Regions from separate parts of the Sus scrofa genome. Here regions 1, 2 and 3 are each linked to region 4. Evidence: chromatin contacts called from public Hi-C and promoter capture Hi-C data. All regions are on one chromosome and are shown on one strand. The core of a region is the stretch at or near the end of the contact, and the rest is flanking DNA. Distances in the headings are between cores, read along the strand shown. Region 1 holds the start of C9H1orf105. Region 2 holds the start of TNFSF18 (tumor necrosis factor ligand superfamily member 18). Region 3 holds the start of TNFSF4 (TNF superfamily member 4). Region 4 has its middle 70 kb from the start of FASLG.

The links. Promoter capture Hi-C pulls out the DNA fragments that hold promoters and counts their contacts. Hi-C and Micro-C count contacts between places; a contact is called where the count stands out from the background.
Region 1: a promoter capture Hi-C map of liver shows a contact between it and region 4, with 5 times the contacts expected there. The contact joins the promoter of C9H1orf105 here to the enhancer-like site in region 4. A contact is called at or near these places in 3 of 5 promoter capture datasets (fetal liver, fetal skeletal muscle and liver), 8 of 47 Hi-C or Micro-C datasets (alveolar macrophages, embryonic fibroblasts, fetal heart ventricle and 5 more) and 1 of 2 datasets of contacts at active chromatin or transcription factors (alveolar macrophages).
Region 2: a Hi-C map of liver shows a contact between it and region 4, with 9 times the contacts expected there. The contact joins the promoter of TNFSF18 here to the enhancer-like site in region 4. A contact is called at or near these places in 4 of 47 Hi-C or Micro-C datasets (heart right ventricle, liver and subcutaneous adipose tissue) and 1 of 2 datasets of contacts at active chromatin or transcription factors (alveolar macrophages).
Region 3: a Hi-C map of liver shows a contact between it and region 4, with 3 times the contacts expected there. The contact joins the promoter of TNFSF4 here to the enhancer-like site in region 4. A contact is called at or near these places in 1 of 5 promoter capture datasets (liver), 28 of 47 Hi-C or Micro-C datasets (adipocytes, adipose tissue, alveolar macrophages and 17 more) and 2 of 2 datasets of contacts at active chromatin or transcription factors (alveolar macrophages and skeletal muscle).

What each region holds. Positions count from the first base shown.
Region 1 is chr9:114,826,854-114,829,933 of Sscrofa11.1, reverse strand. It overlaps C9H1orf105, which reads right to left and starts at 1,520. Exons shown (of 6, transcript XM_021063651.1): 1 at 1,429-1,520. The coding sequence starts at 1,520. It also overlaps a transcript of PIGC not described here.
Region 2 is chr9:115,458,957-115,462,266 of Sscrofa11.1, reverse strand. It overlaps TNFSF18 (tumor necrosis factor ligand superfamily member 18), which reads left to right and starts at 1,618. Exons shown (of 3, transcript XM_005667782.3): 1 at 1,618-2,590. The coding sequence starts at 2,378.
Region 3 is chr9:115,570,185-115,573,521 of Sscrofa11.1, reverse strand. TNFSF4 (TNF superfamily member 4) reads left to right here and starts at 1,255. Exons shown (of 3, transcript NM_001025217.1): 1 at 1,255-1,404. The coding sequence starts at 1,255.
Region 4 is chr9:115,137,249-115,140,292 of Sscrofa11.1, reverse strand. No RefSeq gene overlaps it. Among named protein-coding and RNA genes, the nearest start is that of FASLG, 70 kb to the right of the region's middle. Within about 2 kb of position 1,607, at least 19 of the 83 cell types and tissues checked have an H3K27ac peak or open chromatin away from gene starts, as enhancers often do. A contact at or near this core is called in adipose tissue, alveolar macrophages, liver and 5 more, where this site is marked.

The DNA of each region.
Region 1 (3,080 bases), core at 271-2,770, 310 kb after region 4:
TTAGGCCAGATCTACTCATTTATGTCATCCATCTGTCATTGTCGTGCAAATTTGTACCTGCCCCTAATTAACAGGTGCTAAATTGTCATTACCCATGCTGATCCTTGAGGTACTAACTCTTAATACGAACTAAGTCACCTGTGTTTTTTTTTTAATAAACAAGCCTTCAGGTTTACTCAATCTAGGATTGCTGCTTTATACTAAGACAGTAGCTAGAGTTCAAATATATTCAAAGCTATGAAAAACAAAACAAAACAAAACAAAACCGAACAACAAGTACTTCATAGGTGCTCTGAAAATACACAGAACTGTCTAGCTGCTTACTGAGAATGTGGTTTTTAAAAAGTGCATCGGACAAAGCAAAGGTACCTGTTATTGGAAGGGGGATGAGGAGAGAGTATTCCTCATGGAGAGTCATTTATTCATGGCAGGAGGGTATGTGACAGCTACCAACAGGGGAACTCTTTTCAGAGAGTATAGTCTTTCTAGCAAATGACGTTACATGCCAGGGAGCCAACTTTTCATCTATGATGTGCCTATGGACCTGTCTCCTGGCCTGCCCTTTCCTTAATCTTCCCTGATTTCTCCCATTCACCCCTACGTGAACCTCTTACCTACCCTCCCTTTCATTCCCCCCTTCCAGCCCGGTGTCTGTCACCAAATTCAAGCATCGAAACTGGGGGAGGAGGAGTTCCCACTGTGGCTTAAGAATCTGAACTGTAGTCGCTCAGGTCCAGATGGAAGTGAGGGTTCAATCTCTGGCCCCACACAGTGGGTTAAGGATCTGGCTTTGCCACAGCTGCAGCATAGGTCGCAGTTAAAATTTGTAAATTTCAAACTAATGCGAGGAGAAAAGGTAAAATGATGAAGAGGATGGAAGTTTTTTGAAAGTCAGTGCCTATGGGTAGAATTCTTTTGTATATATTTTTCTTCCTTTTTCCCCCTTTCTCTTTTTTTTTTTAATGGCTGTACCTGCAGCACATGGAGGCTTCTGGGCTAGGGGTCAAATCAGAGCTGCAATCGAAGTCCCACACCAGTCATGATCCAGTCGCATCTGTGACCTACGCTGCAGCTTGCAGCAATGCCAGACCCTTAACCCACCGAGCAAGGCCCGGGTTTGAGCCCACATCCTCACAGACACTATATCAGACTCTCAAGCCACTGAGCCATAAAGGGAACTCCCAAAAATTCTCTTGTATTGTTTAGTTGTGGTGGTACAGAGGAAGGTTAATTGGCCTTCTTCAGCCAGGCCAATTCTCAGGGCTCACTTTTGTCTCAGAAACCTTGACCATTTCTGATTTTTTAGCACTTTACTTCTTTCCCTCAACCGACCAGCTGTGCCCCTTGAATAATTGCCCCTAACTCTTAAGAAATCATCTTCTATGAGGTCTTTCTTGAGACCTTTGCTCTCAGTGGCTGAGCTATTACCTTTTGGGGAGGCTGAGTATTAATGGCTTGTTCGTGAGGCTGGCCTTGCTAAACCAGGGAGTCTTGTCAAATCTTGGAACAGAAACCTGGAGAGAAATGGAAAGAGATCATTTTGCAGGATTTATTCCTCCCGACCATTGCCATTGTTAGGATGACCAAAGTCAGTGCAGTCAACACTTTATAAAACATTTTTAAGTTTTGTATTTGACCCTGTTGACTCTCCCAAGAGTAAACAGTGTTATCTCCATTTTACAGATGAAGAAATCAAATCTTAGTGTGATTTGCTAAGTCACACAGCTAGTGAGTGAATTTAGGTTTTCTGACTTTTGTGTCTACTATATCCCTTTGCTTCTTCATTATTCCTAGCTGTTTATGTATCCTCTAAAATGTCCATGACTTCAACTGAACTTTATCAGCCTCCTATTCTAAGTGTTTGGCTGCTTTCAGTCACAGGGCCCTTCTCCCTCATCCCTTCTAGGAGACAAAGAAGAAAGAACTGTACTTTGAAGCTACAGACAACTGGATGTCAGTCTTGGTTAATGAAGCTGTAAAACAAGTGGATGTTGATATTGACTAATCCACTTTCCAGCAGCATGGCCTTGGACAAGTCACAACCTCTCCCAGCATCAGTTTTGTCTTCCGCGAAAGGACGACATTATTATCACTTCACAGATCAATGCATGAGTCAGAAAGTTCCACGAGGGCAGGAATTTTTTTTTTTTTCTATTGCTTAGCTGCTGTATCACTAGCACCTACAGCAGTGCTTGATACTTGCAGAAATTTAGTGAATGTGTCTAGTGTATTCATGGATGCTTCGAAAGTCCCTAGCCGAAGGTCTGGTTTCATAATAGAGCGCGATCAAAGTAGCCATTATAATCTCTCTTCTCCCAGTCCAGCCTCTGTCCTTTGCCTTTCTGGTGCCAAATCCCAATCTCCATGTCCAGGATTTGCTTTCCAGGCATCACCCATTCTTCTAGGGAGAGGAGCCGGGAGTTCCCTTGCGCGGCCAGGAGGGGGCAGCAGTGACCTCAAGGCCGCGCGGGCAGAGGAAGGACGCTCTGGCCGCAGAGGTTGTGGCGGCCCCGGAAGTGCTCGGCCGCCGGCGCGACCCCGGCGCCCCGGATGGGGAAGGAGGCGGGCGGCCGCCCTCGCCCGGCCGCGCACCCCTAGGAACTCGCGGGCAGGTGGGTTCCGAGTGGGAGTCAGTATTTCCGGGCCTCCTCCGCCATCCCCCGCAGGGCCGAGGCTGGGTGAGGGGTGGCGGCGGGCGGGGTACACCCTCGGGGACACCCTCCCCTTCCCCACCCCCTCCCCAGCCCTGTCCCCGACCCAGCGGGCGGGCGTTGCCCTTTTCAGCGCCTGGGACCCTCCAGCCCCCTGCGGCGGCCGTGAGATGCCGGGGCTGGGGTCCCTGCTGCGGTGAGGGAGCCTCCCAGGGCGTCTGGTTTGTGAAGCAAAACCTATCATGGTCTCCATGGAAGACGTAAGGTCGGGCCATAAGAATTTTCTTCGCAGACCTGCTGGATGATCTTGGTATTTCTGACTCTTAGTTTTGCAGTAGTGGAAAGGAGATCATTATCTCCGATCCTTCCTAGAGTTTCGCGTTAAATAAGTAGAATGATAACTCTTTTTAAGGCTGCTAAACTCGGTCA
Region 2 (3,310 bases), core at 369-2,868, 320 kb before region 4:
AGTCCCCTCCATTATCCTTCAAACAATCCATTTCCAACCTGTCTTCTCAACTATTTTAACTTTTCTAGATCTTTCTGCTTTCCGAGGCTCTCTCTTCTAGCATTCATTTGGGTTCATGTTATGCTATGTGCAAGGGTTTTAATCTAGCTGCATTGCAAATTCCTTGACATCTGTGCTTTTTTAAATATCTCTCAAAGCTCTTAGCATAGTACTAGGCTGCTAGACAATCTTTGACATGGATTTGCTAATTGGACTTAATTGAAAAAAATCTTATTCTGAGTATGAGACAGTGACAAGACATAAACATAAGAGCTTGGGTTTGGTGTTCATTTATTTCTTGTCACATCTTGAGCTCTCACATCTAAGATGTCAATTCTGATAGCTTACACTGGTCTCTTTTTAGTGTAAGCTATCAGACTCTCAAAAGTCTTCCCTACTGTCACTTGTCCTAAACTGAAATTTCTTCATTTCAGAACCTGGTTCATGGAAAGAAGCCTTGGAATGTATTCTTCTGATAAGCATTGTCATCTTTTTAAAGATATTTTCATAAGGTTGAAATAATTAATCAGGATATTCCAGAGCCTCATCTTGGTTAAGGGCAGAAGAAGAAGGAACTGGATTTTATTTGGAACATAGCCTTATTTAAATATTTATTGAAGTGAGTAAGCAGAGGCAATTTTACCCCAAATTTGAAGAGAAATCTGGAGAAGCAACGAATCAGAGAAGCAGAAAGGAGTCTGACTTTTCAGTGGTCAATTTTAAATTCTGTGCTGATACACATGCATTTCGGATCTGATGAAAAGGGAGAATTGTAGATACGTTGCATGACTCTTCTGGAGTCGGTTTATTATTCATCCCTACATCAAAGCATTTAGGGCAGAGCCACAAAAATAATAATTTTGTATGGAAAAATTATTCTTGTGTGGTTTGGTGACTCTTCGCTTCAGAGATACTATTTGATCAAGGTAAAATAGGGCCATGTTAAAGCTGACAACTCAGTGAGAAATATTGCTGCAGTTACAGTGGTACTAAAACAAGATGATGGGCTTAAAAAAAACTTAGGTACCCCTGGGCCCAGGTTCCCACTCCACTCTTACCCAGCTGTTAGTGGTGTGATATACCTCTCAACCTCTATTATCCTTTGCGGTCTCTTTCATAAATGGAGATGTTAAATATCAAGGCTTTTCCCTTCACATGAAATATTTGATTCTTTATAATTTTTTTTCTTTTAAATACTTTCATTTTATTTCCTTCCATTTAAATGAACTTCAGTTGAATTGTCCTCTGTGTTAAATATTAAAAAAATTTTTTTCCAGGATTTCGTAATCGACTCAGTCTTCACAACACATCTAAGAAGGGTGGAGAAGAGAGAAACACTTATGGAACACTTCTTATGAGCCAAACCTTTCATGCCTGTTTCATTCTTGAAGAAGTCTTTGAAGTTGAAATTTTTCTCCATTTTATAGCCAAGAAACAAAGAAATCAAGCAAATGCTGAAGGCCACTGAAGATAAAGGCTGGGCAGGACCAGGCTCCCCTCTCAGGTCTGTCAGATTTAAAAGTCCATGTTTTTGTCTACTATGTGGTTCTGGAACTCTGTTAAAAAAAAAAAAAGTAGGCATTCCATTTAACAAATGAAAAGGCTAAGGCATAAAGAACCAGGAGAGAGAACCGGAGATTTCCTCAATTTTAGTGTAGTAAATCAACAGTTTTAGTGCTAGGAAGTTTTTTGGAATAGAGTGTAAACTCAGATGGTAGGACAGGGTGCATGAAAATATCCTTTTCTATGATAACTTTATTTCTGTCTGATGTCAGCATTGAAATTTCAGAGTATTAAAATGGTGAGGTATGAAAAAACTAAGCTTGTTGTTATTGACATATTTTTAAAAATAAAATTCTAGTAATACATTACTGTTTTCTAGAGATTATCTCAGAATGGACACATTGTATACCCTAGCAATTGATGAAAATATTTTTCCCAAACCATGAACCCCAGCATCCTTAGCTCCCTGACCTACTGCCTCCCACAAACATGATATTTGGAGTATGATAGACCTTCATCTTGAATTTCATTCTTTTTCTTACAAAAGTAATTTTCTTATCTGGAAATAATTTGTAATGTTGAATAGTTCCATAGTTCCTCTTGCTTCAGAAAATATTTATTTTTCCTCTTAACTTCCCTTGTTGGGTTTTTTTTTTTTAAATCATCTGTGTTTGTGTTGGCTTCTAGCCCTCAGTTCCAGCACCTTTGGTCTGGTGCCAAATGTTAGTCAGCACTTAGGCTAAAAGTATCGTTTTCCAACACCCAGATCAGAAGGAAAACTCCGCCTCTTACACCCACTACTTAGTGCTATACTACAAAACTGACTAGTTGAATCATGTGCTCATTACTTCTGAATTTCTGCTTTTCACAACTCTCATTCCTGCAGAGAATGAGTTTGAGCCACATGGAGAATATGCCTTTAAGCCATTCAAGTCCTCACGCAGCACAGAGACCATCCTGGAAGCAATGGCTACTCTACTCAACAATAGTTATTTTGCTATTACTTTGCTCCTTCAGTGCACTAATCTTAACTTTTCTCCCACTCAAGGTAAGGAGACAACAGTACCTAAGGTTGCTGTTTATTGTACTCCATTTTGCTTTGGTAAGTCTAGTTATTATCAATGTCACTCAGTATTGTTAGAGCTAACTTGAAGATAGAGACATGTGGGTACAGATAATGTAAATATAATTCCAGTTTTGTCATGGCATATGGATTTTGAGGCTTATATAAATGTTTTGAAATAAAAAGTAGTAGAAAGTTCTAAGTGTTAGCAGCAGAAATGAGTTAGAGGGAATCAGTCAATTGACAGAAGCCTTTGGAGTATTTCCTTCTTTTCTAGACCTTTGCTAAACCCTCTTAGCATAAATAATAAGATGCAAAACACGAGGCTTTCCCTCAAGGAATGGGATTCAAGTTACAGTCTTGTTGAGGAAAAAGACATAAAGAGATATTAGACAGAATAAGGTAAGTAACAGGTGGTTAGTGTATCTCAGAGGAGGGAAATGGCACTGAATAGGAGTAGAAAGATATGGATTCTGGTTCTAGGCCTCTCAATAAATAGCTGTATGAATTTGAAAGATAGCATATCTTTCTGGTTCTCTGGTCTTCAGTTTTTTTTTTTATCTGAAGAAATAGTGGTAGGAAAATGGATTTTTTTCACTATAATGTCCCTTTTAATATGAAATACAGTGATTAATAATTTTTCTAAGGGTTGTATGGAATATCAATGCTATAGGAGTTCAAAAAAAGGGGTCAATGACTTTGGGC
Region 3 (3,337 bases), core at 6-2,505, 430 kb before region 4:
GCTTATCTGAAACTATTAATTTGTTCATTCATGCAAAAATTATGTATGGAGAAGATGTAAAGGAGAGGGAAGGAGAAAAAGTCAGGATACTCTTCTGCTTCTTTCCTGCTCTGCTTAAAATTAATCATGTAAGTGTTCACTAAATTTGTTTCAAAGAATTAAATGAGAAAATAAGATTGTAAGGTTGAAAGCACAGTGCCTGACACATAGTAGATGCTCAGTATATGCTAGTTTATTTATTTACTACGATGCAATGGTCCAAAACTAGAAGATATTACTCCTTTATTTCTGCCTGATCTATTGTCCTATTTTCATCCTTTCTTTTTCTTTCCTTTTTTTTTTTTTTTTTTTTTTTTTTTGTCTTTTGTCTTTTGTTGTTGTTGTTGCTATTTCTTGGGCCGCTCCCGCGGCATATGGAGGTTCCCAGGCTAGGGGTCGAATCGGAGCTGTAGCCACCAGCCTACGCCAGAGCCACAGCAACGCGGGATCCGAGCCGCGTCTGCAACCTACACCACAGCTCACGGCAACGCCGGATCGTTAACCCACCCAGCAAGGGCAGGGACGGAACCTGCAACCTCATGGTTCCTAGTCGGATTCGTTAACCACTGCGCCACGACGGGAACTCCTCTTTTTCTTTTTTTTTTCTTTTTTTTCATTTCAAGAATGGTCTGTATGTGCGTTTTTTTTTTTTTTCCCCTCAAATCTGAAGAATAAGTTCAATGCTTATAGTTACCCAATAGGGTGTGGACAAGAACTTAAGCCTAGCATTTCCCTTAAATCTCTTCTAAGATTAAGACGTCTTGGGGAAGGGATAGATGAGTTCCTACATCAACGGATGATGATTTTTATCTTTATCAAGTGACCCACAATTTGGTTACTGGTGCAATGAGAAATTAAGAAAATAGCACACTTTTATGACTGTCATTTCACAGTCACTCAAATCAGAACTGGAATGCCACAAAAACAACTCCCTGTTAGCCCAGAGAAAAAAAAGAAAGAAAGTAAAGGGGAAATTCAGATTAGTCACAAAGAAGTTCCCCCGCCTGCCTGCAAAAGCTGCAGCATTAAAACTGAGAGAGTCCGCTCTGCTCTTTCAATTGCCTCTTATCTCTGGTCCTGGGAGCTCTGTGTATTTTCTAATTGATACGCCTTCTTTTGGCTTTATCTCCTTCTTTGCTGGAAAGAGATCATTCTTCCCTCTGTCAGATTCCTGTGTGTCACAGTTTTTATCTTCCTTGCATCCAGATTGTGAAGATGGAAGGGGTCCAACCCCTAGATGAAAATGTGGGAAACGCACCAGGACGAAGACTCTTGAGGAACAAGCTATTGTTGGTGGCCTCCGTAATTCAGGGTCTGGGGTTGCTCCTGTGTCTCACCTACATCTGCCTGCACCTCTATGCTCAGGTAAGATGCACCACTGGCATGTCCTTTCCTCCAGGTCATGCCGATGGCAGCTTATGGTCACTTGGAAATAATCTGACTCCAGAATTGTTCACTTTTTCTCCTTTTCTCCTCAGCAATTGTAAAGTGTGGTCAAACACCCTCCTGTCTCTCTTTTCCTTCCTTTTTTTCATCAATGGCAGTGGTGAGGCACAGTGGCAGGGGCACTGCTTCTGAAGATTTTTTTTTTTTTTTCTTTGCAATATAAGAATTCTGGTATTCCTTTATGAGCTGTCACTTTGAAGCTCTGAGTCACTGATATACCTACTTGGTTTACCTGTTCTGCTAGTGAGCATCTGACCATGGAATTTATTTAAAAAGGAAATAAGAGAGAGACCATTTCCGCTCTCCCATCATATTCATAAACCCCATAGATACTCGAGGAGATATGCTTTTTGAACAATGCTGAAGGTATTCACTGTTAATTTCTTTTAAGTAGCTAACCTGTATATTTTAAGGGCAGAGATATGTGTTTTCACATCTGTATGTGCACATTGGCCAACCGTTTACCTCGGCAACTTAATCCAATACTGTTCCTCACAGTCTTTCTCTACCATTCACAACTTATAGACATCACTTTGTCCAATACATTATGTAGGAGGTAATCATCTTTTTAGTACTTTCATCACATAAATAAAGGTATTCTTTCTATTCCCCTCTTTTTATCCTGGTCTCTTTTACATTATTTTTCTTATTTACTTGCTCATATCTACAAATATTATTAACTCTTTAAGGATGTTCTTGACTGTGGGAGATTCCACTGCAAAGAAAATAAATGAATAGTCAGTCTCTCCATGTTCCCTTGTTGGGGTTAGTCTGATAATTCTTGTTTCCCCTGTGGTTCCTCTGGGTTAGAAAAGTCTCTCCCTGGTAAAGGTCAGACAGTAGGAACTTCTATTTCTGATGGCTAGGTCAGAGACTGGGGACCTCAAGTTAGATCAGAATAAGATGAACAGAGTCCTAGTCAATGCCTGGGCTTATCTTTGCCTACAGGAAACAGGTTTTCAGTGCATAAAGGCTAGTGAGAGTATGGTTATAACCACTGTACGGCAGAGTACTCCTGTCCCCAATTCCAGAAGAGTAGCCGATGTCATGCTCAAGTCTGTAGATCAGCGGGTACCACAACACACCCATCCTCTCCTCATCACGCCACACGTTTCCTTCTCTGTGCAGAACCAACCCTTTGGGTAAAAATGGAGTAGGTGATCTGGGGAGAGGGTGTGGGGGAGGAGCAAAGTGTCCATGGCAGGATGCCCAAGACATAGACCGGAATTAGGCTCTTCCGAGAAGAAAACGCAGTAACCCAAAATAGAACAGCTGTATTTGTTCACCAGGTCCGGGAGCCCTGAGAGTACTTTTTCAAACAACCACAGTGTTACATATTTCCTTACACTGTGGGATGATAAAAAGACAGAGCAGATGGCCCGAGTCAAGACTCAACAATTAATTGCACTAGGGCTGTGAGCAGGAGAGAGCAAAAGGTAAAACAGACATAGACGCGTAGCCAGCTGGTGGCGGGGCTGCCCCAGACCGTCAATACCCAGGGGACGCAGAGAAGAGGGATCCGTTCTAGCAAGTCACTCAGCAGTTCTATGCCAGAGACTGGAAGGGAGGCTGAGTGCTGGTTTCCAGGACACTAGAATTCATGGTGAGCTTATCTTTGGGAGAGAATTAGTCTTCTCTGGTCCTAGTACAGAAATGGAAGCAAAGGTAGAAGAGGTCCGTTAGAGCTGTGTTTGCCCAACAAACAGGCTCTCATATATTCTGGATACAGATATTTGAAATTCTTCACTTGACATTAACTTTATTTTTCTTCTTATTTATAGCTATGCTGTTTTAGGAAACATAATTTCTTAATAGGACCCAGGACAGCCTGATGTTTCCTTAAATTTAATTT
Region 4 (3,044 bases), core at 358-2,857:
AAGACACTAAATCTTTGTGACTTCTCATCATAATACTCTGCTGCCACCTGGTGGAAATCCATAAGTGAACAGGACACTGGAGTTTCCACTGACTTTCGACCTCCATACATTTTCACTGGGACACATGTGGGAAGCAGACCTCACTGGGGTCAGTCCAAAACATCCACTGGCATCCAAACTTCCTGAGGAGACTCATTCCCTAGGATTTCCAGGACAAGCCTTCAGCCCCTCCCTCCCTCTTCTAAGCCCTAGTAATATAAGCAGGAAACCACTGGACAGAATCCAGTTCTCTGCAAAAAAGTTCACAATGAGATAGGAAAAGAAAGGGGAGTTAAAAAGGATCTGAAGGTCTGTAATTGGTCTTTGAAAATAAATGCTATGGCAACATTCATATTAAAAACACACACACAAGGGGTTCCTATTGTGGCTCATGGGTAGAGTCCATGAGGACACAGATTTGATCCCTGGCCTCATTGAGTGGATTAAAGATCCAGTATTGCCACAAGCTGGGGCATAGATTGCTGTTGCTATGGCTGTGGCTGTAGAACAGGCCTCAGCTTCAGCTCTGACAATCCCTAGCCTGGAAACTTCCACATGCCGCAGGTATGGCTATTAAAAAAAAAAAAAAAAAGTACAAGAAAAAAATACCCATTTATTTACCTTCTGCGTACATTGGGCCATTTTATTTATTCTTCAAAACAGCTCTAGGAGATAGTATTAATATCACCACTTCACAGGTGAGGAGACAGAGTCTAAGGAATGTGCCCCAAGTCACCTTTCTTATCAGGGGAAGAACTGAGATGGAACTTCTGAGAGTCTGGCTTTAGAATCTATTCTTTTCTGCTGTGCCACCTGGAGCTCTGATCTCCAGAAAAGAGAGAAAGGGAAGGAAAGAAACTTCCTCCCTCCTTCCTTAGCCTGCACTCCATGCCTCTCCATCATCAATTTCTCAGGTACTCTTGTGCCCTTGAATCAAATTCCCAGCTTCCATGGACTCAAGAAACATGGAATACTGATCACCCTTTGCCTTTGATCCTGACAACTGTAATAGGACATCAGCAAGAGAAAAACAAAATCCCAGTTCTCCCCTAGTTCTCATTAATAGGAAATACTAAGGGCTTAAAACCCATAGGTAGATATGCAAGTAGACTATACTATTTTAAGTGTAACCTAAAAGCTTACAGAAGCACGAGATTTTAAAGGAAAATTACTTCTGAAGACCAGAGTAACTTGTGAATGACAGTTTCTGAGTACAAATAAACCATCAGGTCCTTGTTAAAGCTGGCACTGATGTATTTGAGACATAAGAAGGATGCCAGGATGGAGTGGGTGGGGACAGGGGTTGGTACAGAACTGGCAGGAAGGTCTGGGGAGAGTGGATCTGAGCGACACTGCTAGGAAAGCTTTCTACACACGAAAGGGGAAATTAGGAAAGGAGGAACTCCCTCCATGGACATTGGGGTCTGGATCTCAGCCATGACAAAGACCAGGAAAGGAACCCGCAGATGACTCTCTGGAACAGAGGTCACAGAATGATTGCTCCAGCCCACAGCTATGTTTTGCTTGGCTCACTTGGTGCTTTCTAAACCATGAGTCAGTGCCAGCATTTAAAAAGCAGGAAATGTCACATAAATTAGTATTTCCGACTTCTCTTGAAAAATTAGAAGACTTGTAATACCTTGCCCACATCCCCACATGGAAACAAGCTGAGGTCACCTAGGCTCTTCAGAGAGGCTGAGTCTGGCCTGGTGCCCACCCAGGCAAGGCACCCACTTAGCCTCCTCCCTGGGAGTATTTGTGTCCTCAGCTTCTGATCCAGCAGTGGCTTCCCAGGACACTGAGACAAGCTGTTCTGCCACAAAGGACAGAGTATTTTATCCAAAAACTGCCTGCTCACCCAGCATGCAGCCCGTAGACAGGGAAGTGATCACAGGTATCAGAGGCAGCGCCCTGCACCCATGTTAAGCACTCCCATGACGAGATGCCAACTTTGCTTCCCCCAAAAATTGCCGTTATTTCCTTCACATATCTTAATTTGTTGCCACACCTCAATATTTACTATTCTCTAAATATTCTTCCCAGATTTGTACCCTCTGTTTGGAATGCTTTCCCCCCTCTACTTGCTTCTTCCCACTCCCTATGTCCAACCTATGCCCATCCTTCAAGGTCCATATCAAATTTGTTCTGTGAAGCCTTCTTCCATTTTTGTAGTCAGAATTAATCCCTGCCTCCTGTTTTACTATAATATTGGTTTAAACATCTACTGTAGGATTACCACAATTTGATTTGGTTAATCTTTCTTTCTGTTAACTCCTGAATTCTTGAAAGCCAGAAATTGCCTCTTATTTATCTTTGTGCCCACCCCTTCTCCACACCCACTCCTCTCAGTTCCTAACAAAGTACCTCATGCAGAGTAGATAGTCAGTAATTGGTGAATAGTTTTTAAAGATCATGGAGGCACTGGTTTCTACTGCCATCTAGTGACCATAATGTAGAATTATGCCTAAAGCCATTGCCATCTTGTAGGAACTGAAATTCCAAAGCCACGCTAGCAAAGGAAACCATTTAAAAAAAAGACAAAAAAAGAAAAGACACTCCACAGAATGGGAGAAAATCTTTGCAAACAAAGCAACCAACAAGATATTAATCTCCAAAACATACAAACAGCTTATACATCTTTATACCAGAAAAAAAAAAATTAAAAAGTGGTCAGAAGATCTAAACAGACCTTTCTCCAAAGAAGATAGATGGCTAAAAAGCACACAAAAAAATGCTTAACATCATTAATTTTTATAGAAATGCACATCAAAACTGCAAAGTGCTATCACTTCACACCACTCAGGATGTCCATCATAAAAATTTACGAATAATAAATACTGCAGTGGGTGTGGAGAAAAGACAACACTCCTACACTGTTGGTAGGACAGTAAGCTGGTGAAACCACTATGGAGAACTGTATGGAATTTCCTTAGAAACTCAAAATAGAGTTACCATATGAACCAGCAATCGCACTCCTGGGCATATATCCAGAGAAAATAATAATT